Linked DNA regions of Mus musculus: all the other regions are linked to region 3. The links are chromatin contacts, called in public HiChIP or PLAC-seq and promoter capture Hi-C maps. All regions are on one chromosome and are shown on one strand. The core of a region is the stretch at or near the end of the contact, and the rest is flanking DNA. Distances in the headings are between cores, read along the strand shown.

The links. HiChIP or PLAC-seq counts read pairs in DNA pulled down with a chosen protein or histone mark. Capture Hi-C pulls out chosen DNA fragments and counts their contacts.
Region 1: an H3K27ac HiChIP or PLAC-seq map of the HPC-7 cell line shows a contact between it and region 3, with 8 times the contacts expected there. The contact joins two enhancer-like sites. A contact is called at or near these places in 3 of 15 datasets of contacts at CTCF or cohesin (embryonic stem cells, pro-B cells and stem cell-derived epiblast-like cells), 6 of 484 Hi-C or Micro-C datasets (all in embryonic stem cells), 12 of 115 datasets of contacts at active chromatin or transcription factors (the HPC-7 cell line, T-cell acute lymphoblastic leukemia, craniofacial prominence and 6 more) and 4 of 9 other capture datasets (adipose tissue, embryonic stem cells, liver and 1 more).
Region 2: a promoter capture Hi-C map of adipose tissue shows a contact between it and region 3. The contact joins two enhancer-like sites. A contact is called at or near these places in 1 of 484 Hi-C or Micro-C datasets (bone marrow-derived macrophages), 8 of 115 datasets of contacts at active chromatin or transcription factors (the HPC-7 cell line, double positive thymocytes, embryonic basal ganglia and 5 more) and 3 of 9 other capture datasets (adipose tissue, liver and pancreatic islet).

Annotation. Positions count from the first base shown.
Region 1 is chr1:133,547,841-133,551,856 of GRCm38.p6, reverse strand. No RefSeq gene overlaps it. Among named protein-coding and RNA genes, the nearest start is that of Snrpe, 60 kb to the left of the region's middle. Within about 2 kb of position 1,811, at least 30 of the 459 cell types and tissues checked have an H3K27ac peak or open chromatin away from gene starts, as enhancers often do. A contact at or near this core is called in the HPC-7 cell line and T-cell acute lymphoblastic leukemia, where this site is marked.
Region 2 is chr1:133,630,227-133,634,162 of GRCm38.p6, reverse strand. It overlaps Zc3h11a (zinc finger CCCH type containing 11A), which reads left to right. Exons shown (of 18, transcript NM_001276767.1): 12 at 303-401. Among named protein-coding and RNA genes, the nearest start is that of Snrpe, 22 kb to the right of the region's middle. Within about 2 kb of position 2,387, at least 6 of the 459 cell types and tissues checked have an H3K27ac peak or open chromatin away from gene starts, as enhancers often do. A contact at or near this core is called in adipose tissue, where this site is marked.
Region 3 is chr1:133,382,694-133,387,133 of GRCm38.p6, reverse strand. Sox13 (SRY (sex determining region Y)-box 13) reads left to right here. Exons shown (of 14, transcript NM_011439.2): 8 at 1-50; 9 at 206-368; 10 at 840-949; 11 at 1,044-1,140; 12 at 1,525-1,668; 13 at 2,461-2,677; 14 at 3,210-4,440. The coding sequence ends at 3,483. Among named protein-coding and RNA genes, the nearest start is that of Etnk2, 21 kb to the right of the region's middle. Within about 2 kb of position 1,428, at least 63 of the 459 cell types and tissues checked have an H3K27ac peak or open chromatin away from gene starts, as enhancers often do. A contact at or near this core is called in the HPC-7 cell line, T-cell acute lymphoblastic leukemia and adipose tissue, where this site is marked.

The sequences.
Region 1 (4,016 bases), core at 562-3,061, 160 kb before region 3:
AGCCCCCTGTTAAATGTTTTATATTGTGATGTTGTTAATGTGTGATCTTGGGAATGAACAAGAAAGCACAGGTTGTGGCCTAACAGTGGTATGTTTGTGTGTCAAGTTGACAAGGGGGCAATTGTCTAGACTAGTTTTATGCCAGTTGACACAAGATGCAGTCATTTGAAAGGAGGGAAACTCAATTGAGAAAATGTTTCCATGAGCTTCAGCTATAGGGCATTTTCTTAGTTAGAGATCGATGAGAGAGGGCATAGCCCATGATTCTATCCCTGGGCTGGTGGTCCTGGGTGCTATAAGAAAGCAGGCTGAGCAACCCATGGAAAGCAAGCCAGTGTGCAGCCTCTCTCCATGGCCTCTGCATCAGCTCCTGCTTCCAGGATCCTGTCCTGCTTGAGTTCCTGTCCTGACTTCCTACAATAAGGAACTGTAATAAACTCTTTCCTCCCCAGGTTGCTATGATCATGGTATTTCATCACAGCAATAGAGGCCCTGACAAGGATGCCTACCCTCTTCTGATGCTACAATGCAGAAGGCACTCAGTAGATTGGCCCCATAGTTTTGGACTTCTTGAGAACCATGTTCCAAAGGGAACTATAAATTATAATAATAATTTTCCAAGTGAGTGGTATTCTGAACAGTTAAGATGAGCAAGGCAACTTTCACTAGTGACTCACAGCAGTCCCTCCATTGCTTATACTCAGGAAGAGACTTGTGGAGGGGGCTATGGACTATGAACATTTTTGACTATACTTTTATTTTCTCATGTACATAATTTGTTTATGATTTTGAAAATTATGTTACTTGCCTCATCATATAAGATCAGAGCTGGCTTCTGTCTTGTTTGGCATTACATGTAGGCACATGTATGAAGATCCAGCTAACAAAAAAAAGCCAAACACGGAACTATGACTGTGGGCCAGTGGTATAGCTGATGACAAAGTATGTTAGCATGTGCCAAGCTCTGCATTCCCGTGCCAGTACCGAACAATAGGAATTGTAGCAAAATAGGATTAAGATGCTTTTGTCAAAAGCAAATAAATTTCAGGACTAAAGATGTAATTCAGTGGGTGGACTGTTGCCTAGCATACACAAGGCCCTGGTTCAATCCCAGCACTGTATAAACCGGACGTGGTGGTTCACACTTGTAACCCCAGCACAGGACGTGGAGGCAGGAGGACTAAGACTTTAAGGTCATCCCAACTACACAGTCTGAGGCCAGACTGGACTACCTGAGACACTGTCTTTAAATAAATAAATAAAGTTTAACGTTTCTAATGAGGGAAAACTTGTTGGGGGGGGGAGAGTTTAGTGTGAAAATGGGGGAAAACTTGGCACGGGGGATGGGGGGAGAGTTTAGTGTCCAGGGGAGGTGTTTGGCTAGGAGATTTCCAAACAGGATTGTAGCACCCATTGCTACATTATGTAATGTTAATACATTACAGTTTATACAATCTGTAGCTTGTTGGAAAAGAACTTTTGATAAGGAAAACTCAAGGACTGATAGGCCCTTGGAGAAGGGAAAGAATATCAATTAAATGTGGTTCTTCTACTTTGGTAAATCGTAGCATCTCAGATCTGTGGGACGCAGGTGTGCTGGCGACCGGAGGTGGCTGCTGCTGCTGTGTGCTCCATACCTGGGCTCAGGCCTCCTTGAAGGTTAATTGTCACTGTCACCCATCCGCAGCTGGGAGGCCCCTCATAGATCTGGGAAAGCAGATATCATCAGCGTTGGTTTCTGTTGTGCATTTCGGTGAGTAGTCAGGACGGCAGGAAGCAAGCACGGGAGGCAGCTACAGGAAGGATGCCCAGCTGGGCAGGATGGGGCCCGCTCTGCCTACTCTGCGGCAGACTCTCTATCTCTTTCCTGAAGAGCAGGGAGCCCAAGATTGATACCAGTTCCTCGAACCACAAAACACACCAGAGCTGAACACATGGCCAGCCTTGCCTTCATAACCGTCTGCTTCATTCACAAGATATAGTAAGCTTGGGTAGAACTAGGAGCTCGCTGAAGATATGATATTGGGGCAGCTCTCTGTGTCAAAAAAGAACTGACGAGCCAAAATATAAGCATAGAAATATGCTTTGGTTCAAGGAACAACAAGAAGGGCTTTTTAGAGCTCTTCTCCCCTTTCCTCTTGTTCCACTAGTGCCTGCTTGCTCCCTCTGTGAGGATGTAAAGAGAAACCATTAGAAGATTACTGATACTGTCTAAATGTTGGCATAAAACAGGCTTTCTGATGTCTCCCAGTCAATCACGTAGCAAAGGCTTGCCCAGTGCAATGCTATTTGGAAGTGCTGTGGACTTTTAGGAGGTGGAGCCTTCCAGGAGACCTTTTGGTTACTGGGAGTCCACTCTGGAAGGAGATTGCAGGACTGTCTTTCTCTCTGTGTCCTGGTTCATGCCAAAAGCAGTTTGTCCCAAATATAGGATTTCCACCCCTTGCCCAGAGCAATGGAGCTGTTCAATCTTGAATTGAAATCTACAGAAGCATCAGTTAAAATAAGTCTCTTTATTTCATAAGTATCTGCAGCCAGGGTTTCCTTGTAGTGATGGAAGGCCAAGTAACACTGTTGCCAGCTTGTGCTACATAGTTTAAAGTGCGTGAGAACAGAAAGGGACCCCTGTCTCTTTATAATCCCAGTTTGAAAATGGTAGACAAAGAACTGTTTATCCTGCCTGGGCCAGGCATCTCCTTGGACAAATCAACTCAGATGGCAGTCATGTATGCAGGCAGCAGGAAAAAAAAAAGAACTATTCTGTGTCATGGTCCTGATCTGGCTGCCATGACCACCATCCCAAACAACAGTGAGTGAAACAGGTCGGGAGAATGGTCTGTTGTGTAAATTTCCAGACAGAAATCCTGTACAGAAGACAGACTGTTGTGGGGGTAAACCGGCAGGGGTCTGCTTTATGAGGCTAAGAACAAAGTTTTGAAACTTCTTTAGCAGTAATATATTGTCTCCAGTTTAAAATTAGGTACAAAAGTAACTATTAGCCAAATATGAGAAACTAAATAACAAATTCCCAGGAAGAGACCGGACACATTTGAGGGTTACTGCTGTAGACACTATTGTGGCATTTCGGATCCCTCTCCAGTCAATTTAACATACATGCTCCTTTTGAGTTCATTTTTGAAAATTATTAGTATTGTATATGAGATGGGGTACTGCAATGGTGCTCTTCTGAAGTTGGATCTCTCTGTGTTCCGTAGGTTCCAGGGATAGAAACCGGGCTTGAATGGCAAGCACCATTGCTGCTGAGCCATCTGGCAGCCTCAGACTTGGGTCTCAATGGCAATCTGTCCTCTGTGTGTAGAACTCGCCACAGCTGCAGCTATTGCAACACTGCCACGCACCCAGGCAAGTGAGGGGCTCTACAGCTCCTGCTCCATCAGCCAGTAGACATCAGTCCTGGGAACTGAACTCAGGTCCTCTGTAAGAGCAGTACACGTTCTTAACCACTGAGCCATCTCTCCCACCTCACGGGGGTGTCTCCAGGTCCCACGGGTGTGCCATCTTAATGAGCAGCTGAGCAACAGATCGTCCATCTCTTTTGGATTAAATAAGCATTAAGGCAAAGTTCTTAACCGTTGGGTCTTGACCCTTTGGGGTCCCATGTCAGATACTTACATTATGATTCATAACAATAGCAAATTTACAGTTGTAAAGTAGCAATGAAATAAATTTCTAGCTGGGACTCACCATGTGAGGAACTGTATTAGAGGCTTGCAGTGTTAGGAAGGCTGAGAAGCACCGCTCTAAGATGTGTAGTGAAGGGCAAAAGCTGAGAACAAGCAGAGTTGAGCCCCCAGCCTGCGTCTGACGAGGAGGAGGATTATGAATACGTGTTTAAACCTTAACTTTATTTTGTGTATTTTTAAATAAAATGAAATGTGAATATTTAAAGCACCCATAAAAGTACAAATAACACAGCCAATAACCAGCCCATCATATAGTATGTATAACAATCATACAATCATATAGTATGTATGTCTCTTTCCTCTGCCTTTGTC
Region 2 (3,936 bases), core at 1,138-3,637, 250 kb before region 3:
TTCTAGGAAGCAGGTGGGCAAACATCATTTAAATGTAGAAAACTTTCAGTGGTTTTTTTTTTTTGTTGTTGTTGTTCATTTGTTTTTTTGTTTTTGTTTTTGGAGACAGGGTTTTTCTGCATAGACTTGGCTGTCCAGAGACCAGATCTCAGAACTCAGAGATCTGTCTGCCTCTGGCCCACAAGTGCTGGGGTTAAAGGCATGCACCACTGCGGCCTATCCGAGAATATTTTAAATTGTCTATTTTTGTTTTTTACTTTGTTGAAGATCAAATCTTAAAATGAGTTTCTCCCTATTTGTAGGTGGTGATAGTGACCCTCCATTAAAGCGAAGCCTTGCACAGAGGCTGGGAAAAAAAGTGGAATCGCCAGAAACTAACATTGATAAAGCACCAAAGAAAGGTAAGGCCTTTGCTTCTTACAGACATGGCCTGCCTGTTTGTAGTCATAACAGGTATGGTCCCCGTTTTTCGCTCAGGTGAACGTTTACTCTACTTGATTCTAAATTGCTAACATTTAATAAAACTAACAGTTATCAACAACCACTGGAGTTCATAGGTTCCCGCATGATACTGGGAAAATGCATGGTCTCATGGGAGCACTCTAAATCAGGAATTGGCTAGCTGAAGTTAGAAGTCCAGTGTTTGCTAGTTTTAAGTCAACTTGACACGATCTAGAGTTGTTTTGAAAAGGCTCAATTGAGACAGATATCATCCCCACCAAATTGGCCCATGGGCGAGAAAGTGGTACTTTTTTTTAATTGATGATTTAGTTGGGAAGGCCCAGACCATTGTGAGTGGTGCCACCCCAGAGCTGGTGGTGATACCTGATAGTGTAAGAGAGCAGGTCGAACATGCCATGGGGGTCAAGCCAGGAAATGGCACTCCTCCTGGGTCTCTGCATCAGCTCCTGCCTCCAGGTTCCTGTCCCCACTTCCCTCAGCAGTGGAGGGACCTGAGAGTTGTAAACTGGAATAAACCCTTCCCTCCCCAAGTTGTTGATGGTCATAGTGTTTGATCACACGAGTAGAAACTAACTAAAACAACCAGGGTTTGTATTAAAGAAGACTTCTGCAGAGTCAGAGAGCCAAGGAAGCATATCACACTCCAGGATCAGAGGGCGGCTAAAGCATGGAATTGGGAAAGGACTAATCTGTTATATAAGAGTTAGAAGAGCTTGAGCTTATTCTAGTTCAGTGACAAACTAAATGTTATTTTACAGTTACCGCAAGCTGGTAAGTTGGCTCAGCTGGTAAAAGCACTTGCCACAGTCTGGTGAATGACCCGTGTTTAATCCATACAGTGACAGTGGGGGAGAGAACTGACGCCAAAGGTGTCCTCTGACTCACACAGGCCTTAGTGAGGCACATGTGCCTGTACACACACACACACACACACACACGTAACTAAATTAAATGTCAGAAAGGCCTGGGTATAGTGCCACATGCCCTTAAATCCTAGCACTCACACAGAGGCAAGTGACTTTCTGTGAGTTGGAAGCCAGCTTAGTCTACATAGTGAGTTCCAGGACTGTCAGGGCTATGTAGAGAGACCCTGTCTCAAGTAAACAAAAAACAAACCAAAGAATTCTAAGGGAAAAAATTTTTAAAAAGGGATCAAATGGTCTGATTTGCACTTGTATTTGCTTGTATTATTGAGAAACAGTAGAAGGGAAAGTGCTAGCTGGAATATGACCTATAAAATAACCCAAATAGGGCTGCAGAGATTTCTCAGTGGTTGAGAACACCCACTTCAGACAGCACAAAGCTACTGTAACTTTAGCTTCCAGGGATCTGATGCCCTCTTCTGGCCTCTGCAGGCACATGTACATACATGATATAGACATAGAAATAAATAAAAATAAACCTTGAAAAGATGTAAGATAGTTCAAGTAAATGGACATAGTGGTATAGATGAGTGTTTAAATTGGGGTATTTAAGGTTTTACAGTGCTGTCTAAAGGCGAGACGTCCTAGGCAGATCTTTCCCCCACTTTATGACTTAGGTGAACTGTTAATGCCCGAGAGAGAAGCAGATGGAGGTTTTTGGTTTTGTTTTCTTGTGTGTAGATGTTGAGGTTCAGGAACTGCCGCAAACCATAGAATCACTGATCTCAGTTAAGCAAGAATAGTTTATTGAATGTATATCCTAATACTGATCGATCAGGACCACGAAAGGAGTTGTACTAATCTGTCCTCCAAGTAGACTTTTTATATGAAAAGCCAGGTTCAAAGTTTTAAAGACAAGCAGTGAAGTAGTACAATATTTTAGGCTAACTAGACAGTGTATTATCAGCCAACTTTTAAGCAGATTGGTCTTAAGTGAGGTAAGAGGGGTGGGGGATGGGTGGTGAACAGGGGAATTTAAGACCGTTGAGAAAGTAGAGCATAAGTAATTCAGCTAGAACTTTCGGCTTGTTAGCAGCTTTCCTCAGGGTCAGCTGTGGATGATCACTTCTGGGAAGTGGAGTCTGGAGAACCTGAACTTCATTTCACCATTTGAGTAAAAGGAGCTTGAATACAGAATGGCTCCGTTATGTTAAAAAGAGCAGGCCTCCACATGCCCCCCTTGAGCTTATTCCTTAGAGTCAAATCATTGACTCTTAATTTTTTTCTAAGACCAGTGGGGACCAACTTTTATATCAGTCTTTGTTGGCATTTTGTTATTCTGACAGGTCTTGATCAGTTTGTTGACTTGAGTATTTGAAATTTTGATCTCCCTTAATAAGTGCTGCTACTCCCGTGCTGGCAGACCCTGTTGTGCCCATGTCTGTTAGGAGGGGCACTGTTGGAGCTGCCCTGGCCGTCCGGGATCAGTGTAGATGTCCCGGGTGTTCCCACACTCAGCTCTCTCTCTAGAATTATAGTTTACCTCAGGCAAGGGAACAGGTAAGCGAAGGTTTCAGTGAGGATAAAGGGACTGATAACAGAGAGGCAAAAGCAAGCCAGGTGTCCTTTGAAGGTACTAAATAATATGAGGAAATTTTGCAGTTAACACCTGTAGATGAATTGTTACATTACAGTGTTGAAGGTACTGAGACTCTGATATCTTATTCGAGCCTGCCTATATACAGATGGCTTGTCTTTCAATCTCTCTCAGAGTCAAGGTGGGCTTATGCCCCCAAGGGCATAGTTGGTCTATTTGTGTACCCATTTTCCCCATAGTTAGGTTTTAGATAAGGGGGGAGGAAGAACTCTTGGGGTAGGGGGAGAGATGACCAGGTTTGGGGAGAGGCCTGTCAGCCATGTGGCAGAAACAGATTGCTGAATGGTTAGCTCTTCCTTTGAAGTTGTGTTTTCTAACACTTTGTTGGGAGCAGTGATGTCTAAGACCCTGATATTGATTGTCTGGAACCTCCGGATGGTGACCATCATTCCAGGGTTCTTACCAGATGTGTAAAGGCGGGGTCCCCAAATCTTCTCAGCATCGCATACATCCTCCCAGGCCTCAACAGTAGAGCTTCTAGAAAAGTAAACTTTTCTACTTCTAGCTCATGAAACTTTGGTTAAGTAAATGTTTCCAGTTGGTGGCTTGTGTGCTCCAGGCAAGCAGAAGTTCTTTGTCCGGTTTCCATCGTGTGTCAGTTACACATCATAGCTCAGCAGTGTGCTGAGCACTTGCCTAGGACGTGTGAGGTCCTGAGGAAAATCTACAGAGCCTTTACCTAATACCCATGTCTCAATTAAATTGGCAGTGTGTGAAAGCAGTCCATGATGTCTGAAAGAGACATGCTGTCACCACTGCAGCCCAGGGGTGGCCAGGCTGATTGGCTAGTTAAGCAGCTGTCCTTTCCTCCTTCACCTCTCCATGTACATCCACATGAAGCCTCACACTGGGTTAAGAGCTGAGCTCCCCTAGTGCCGCCTCCAAGCAGAAAGGCTTAGAGCAGAGGTTTTGAAGTCAAAAGATTGAGAAGGAGCCTGCTCTTTAATGCTAGTT
Region 3 (4,440 bases), core at 179-2,678:
CTGCCCCTGTGGTGAAGAGGTCGGGGGTGGCCGCCCACCACCCCCTGCAGGTACTCCTTTGCCTACCTTTGCTGCCTGGGAGCCCCTCCCTTGCGGAGCCAATGTCCCTCTTTGCTCTTGGCTCACTCGCCTTGAGTCCTGTCTGTCCTGTGATGGGGTGGTCCTCCTTGGGTGTTTCTCATTCTCTGTCTTTTTGGGTCGGCAGGAGCCCCCACAACCACTGAACCTCACAGCCAAGCCCAAGGTACCTGAGCTGCCCAACACCTCCAGCTCTCCCAGCCTGAAGATGAACAGTTGTGGGCCTCGCCCCGCCAGCCATGGGGCTCCCACAAGGGACCTGCAATCCAGCCCCCCCAGCCTGCCTCTGGGTAAGCCTTTTCATCTGCTCTCACCTTAGACGACAGTGAGTCGTCTCACCTTAGACAGTTGAGCCAGACGCCACCTTGGGCACGGTCCTTCCCTTTCTCCGTTCTAGTTTGGGGTTTTTAAACAGTTCTAAGGTACTCCCATCACCGAGCTCCACCCCAGCCTCTGCTTTCTTAAAGCCGGGGATGAGGCTTGCTCTGAGGACGCCTCCTTCCATGGCGCCTTTGTTCTCCAGGATCAGATTAGACAGCATGGGGTCAGGCCACTGAGCTGCGCATCTGAGAGAGTTGCCTCATTCCCGACCCTTGGCACCCTGCAGCAGGCAGTCCTCAGGGAGGTGTGGGGATGGGCAGGGAGTGTACTGCCACAAGGAGACCCTTAGGTGTGACGTGGCAGGAAGCATAAATATGTGGGCTGCTCCTGGGACAAAGCCCTCGGGTCCCTGCCCTTCACTTTGTTCCCTCTCCAAACAGGCTTCCTCGGTGAAGGGGACGCCGTCACCAAAGCCATCCAGGATGCCCGGCAGCTGCTGCACAGCCACAGTGGGGCTTTGGAAAACTCCCCCAATACCCCATTCCGGAAGGTATGGGCCAATCTTCCTCTGCCCAGAGGACAGGAAGATGAAGACAGGATGACAGAGGAAGTACTCATGCCCACATTGTCTCTGTCACCTGCAGGACCTCATCAGCCTGGACTCCTCCCCGGCCAAGGAGCGGCTGGAGGAGAGCTGTGTGCATCCCCTGGAGGAAGCCATGCTGAGCTGTGACATGGATGGTGAGAGCTCTGGCGCTGGGCGCCACTTAACTCCACTAGGGCTGTGTCCGTCCCTGATTCCTTCCTCCCTCCTTTCTTGGGTCCTTCCTGGCATGTGTCTCCATTGTTCCCTGGTGTCTCTATCCGTGGGTCGTCTTCTGGTATCTTGTAACAACTCTGTGGAGCCCTGCTTCTCTGGATCTTTGCTGTGCCTGTTCTCTGGCCGTGGTGGGCCTCTGCTTACCGCTGGCCTTCGCTTCCCTCCTCATCCTCTACTTCCTGCCTTGCTAGGCCTGAGCTGACTTCTCTATGAGCCTCATCAGTGCCTCCTGGTGGCCATGCAAGGGATATCTCTGCCAGCCCCAAAGCTGTTGCCTGCCTGACTCTTACCTACCCATCCTCCAGGCTCCCGTCATTTTTCCGAGTCTCGGAACAGCAGCCACATCAAGAGACCCATGAATGCCTTCATGGTGTGGGCCAAGGATGAACGGAGGAAAATTCTCCAGGCCTTCCCAGACATGCATAACTCCAGCATCAGCAAGATCCTTGGTAAGGGCCAGGGCGTGGGTCCTCTGCAGCTCAGGGTGTTGAGCCCAGGGGACATAGCTCAGTAGGACTGGGTCTGTTTGGAGTTTTCATGCCTTATTGAATCCTGGTAGAATCTTACCAGGTGTAGCAGTTGAGATGTTCTTGGCAGCTGGATCCTAGGACCTTGTACCAGCGCAGGGCTCTTTTGGTTGTCCCTCCCCTTGGGATTTTGTGTATTCTTTACCACCTCCAAACACCCGGTGCCTCTTATGGCCTGTGCTTTGGCAGAAAATAGAGACTAGCATTGTGGACCATTGGTATAGAGACTTTGTGTCAGAGGCTGAGGAGCGGGCAGGGCCGACAAGTCTGAATAAGGGTGGTGTTTTCATGGCTGAGTCCCCTCCAGTAACTGCGCGGGTTTCTTGTCTGGAACACCAGGGTTGTTTTCGGCTTTCCCATGTCTACCCTGGCCCATGCTCTACCACTGAGCTACACCCCAGATTCACATCGGATACTTGATGGCTTGGAGTGGCTGCTCTTTCGTGAATGCCTTTGGGGCGGAGACCTCTCAGGGGTGCCGAGTTGTTTGACATGAGAATGGTACAGACTCCCCGTCATTGCCAGCCTCATCTCTTCCTGGCCCAGCATCCAGGGAGCATCCACACTTGGCCAGGCCCTTGATGAGTGCTTATGCCTTATCATTTTTGATCCCAATTGAAGACCAGGGTCCAATCAGGACTTCTAGCTAGGGCTTGGAACCTGGTGGGGTACCACGAGAGTCTGGCCCTTAGTTTTTGCCTGGTATTGGATCAGGTTCTCGCTGGAAGTCCATGACCAACCAGGAGAAACAGCCGTACTACGAGGAGCAGGCCCGTCTGAGCCGGCAGCACCTGGAGAAATACCCTGACTATAAGTACAAGCCAAGGCCTAAGCGTACCTGTGTCGTGGAGGGCCGGCGGCTGCGAGTGGGCGAGTACAAGGCCTTGATGAGGACACGGCGCCAGGGTGCTCGCCAAAGCTACACCATCCCGTGAGCAGGCCCTCCCTGGTGGCCAGAGGCGGCTTGTGGCTGCTGTGAGAGACTGGGGTTGTGTGTGTGTCTGGTCTTTGTGTGAGGCAGGCAGAGCAGCCAGCAAGGATCTGGGAGCAGAGTTGTGTGCCATCTGCCTGTGTGTGACCCCTGATGGATAATGACTGTGTGCGAGACTGGTGACTGGGAGTTGGGTATAAGACCTAAACTGGGGCACCTGCAGCCTGACAAACGCAGGGCAAATTGAGAACACCACAGGTATTCATCCCGTAGGAAGGCCCCTTATTTGACCATGACAGGCACTAGGGTAGAGTTCTGTGGTCAATGACACTAAAACAAAATAATATTCACGTGCCACCGTCCAACATACCCTCGACTCTGAGCTTTCGAGCTATAGCTGGCAGTGAATTTGGCCATCAGGAAGCACACGCAAGGGCCAGAGTATGCCGGTTACCCAGCCTGCAGGGAGGGCTGGAAGGGCTGGGAGGGCACATGGGTACATCTGTAATTGCGAATTTTCTCTGCCTCTCAGCCCGCAGGCTGGCCAGGCACAGGTGAGCTCAGATATCCTGTTCCCTCGGGCAGCGGGCTTGCCCCTGGCACGTCCACTGGTGGAGCACTATGACCCCCAGGGCCTGGACCCCAACATGCCTGTCATCATCAATACCTGCAGTCTCCGGGAGGAAGGGGAGGGCACAGATGACAGGCACTCGGTGGCCGATGGAGAGATGTACCGGTACAGCGAGGACGAGGACTCAGAGGGTGACGAGAAGAGTGATGAGGAGCTGGTGGTACTCACAGACTGATCCCCAGCTCGCTGGGCCCGGCCCGTCACCGCTGGGGGAAAGACCTTGTTCCCATCCGGACAGGCACAGCCAGCCTTCCTGAACTATCTTGGTACTTGGACTTGGGTGTGGCCAGGTGATGGGTGAAACTGCACTTGTAGATACATTCCCAAGATGGGGGTCCTCCTCTTCATCACACCTCTGGGCCCATCGGAGGAGCCAATGGCCTGGCTGGGTGGGAGTCATGTGGCCGTGGTGGACAAAGCTTGCTGAGGGTTTTAGCCCTTGGGGACAATGGCCAGGGACCACTGGATGTACTTCCTCCTGTCTGCCCACCCACTCAAGGGGATGACAGGGACACACCTGCCCCCCTGAGGTCACATGCTTTGTTTCCATTTCTTCTTGGTCCAGACCAGCCATTGTGGGACAACACACCTGCCCTACAAGCTCCCAGGTCACCCCTCTGCCACCTGGGTTACTTTGAACTCTGCAGTCTGGCTGTGCTGTCTTTTGTCTTCCAAGTCCATGTGCCTCTGGCTACTGTGTGTCTGTGCGCGGCCCACACATGTTCATCACGCCACTCTTGGCAGAAGGCATTTGCTGAGTGTCACTGTGAGCCAGGCACGCCCGTGAGCTCTGTGATGTGTGTCTTGATGCTTCTCTGGGGGCTGCTTCTGTGTTCCTTTGTCCCCACATTGCTACCTCTTTGTCAGTCTGGTGTCTCAGGTTCTGCGTATTTTCTCCCCATGTACACTTCTCCCTCTTCCTCCTCCGTCTGTCCCTGTCCCACCACACCCGCTGTATCCTCTGGGTGTTTGTAGGGCCCAGCCTGCCCCTGGGACTGGCAGTTCCTGACCCCCATGACCCCTTCCCTCCCTTCAGACTCTGCCAGTCAGTTCCCACGGAGCCATTTTTAGCTCCCAGGGCCGTGAGAGCCAGCCCAGGCCTCCAAGGGGGCTCTGCCCTGATTCCCAACGT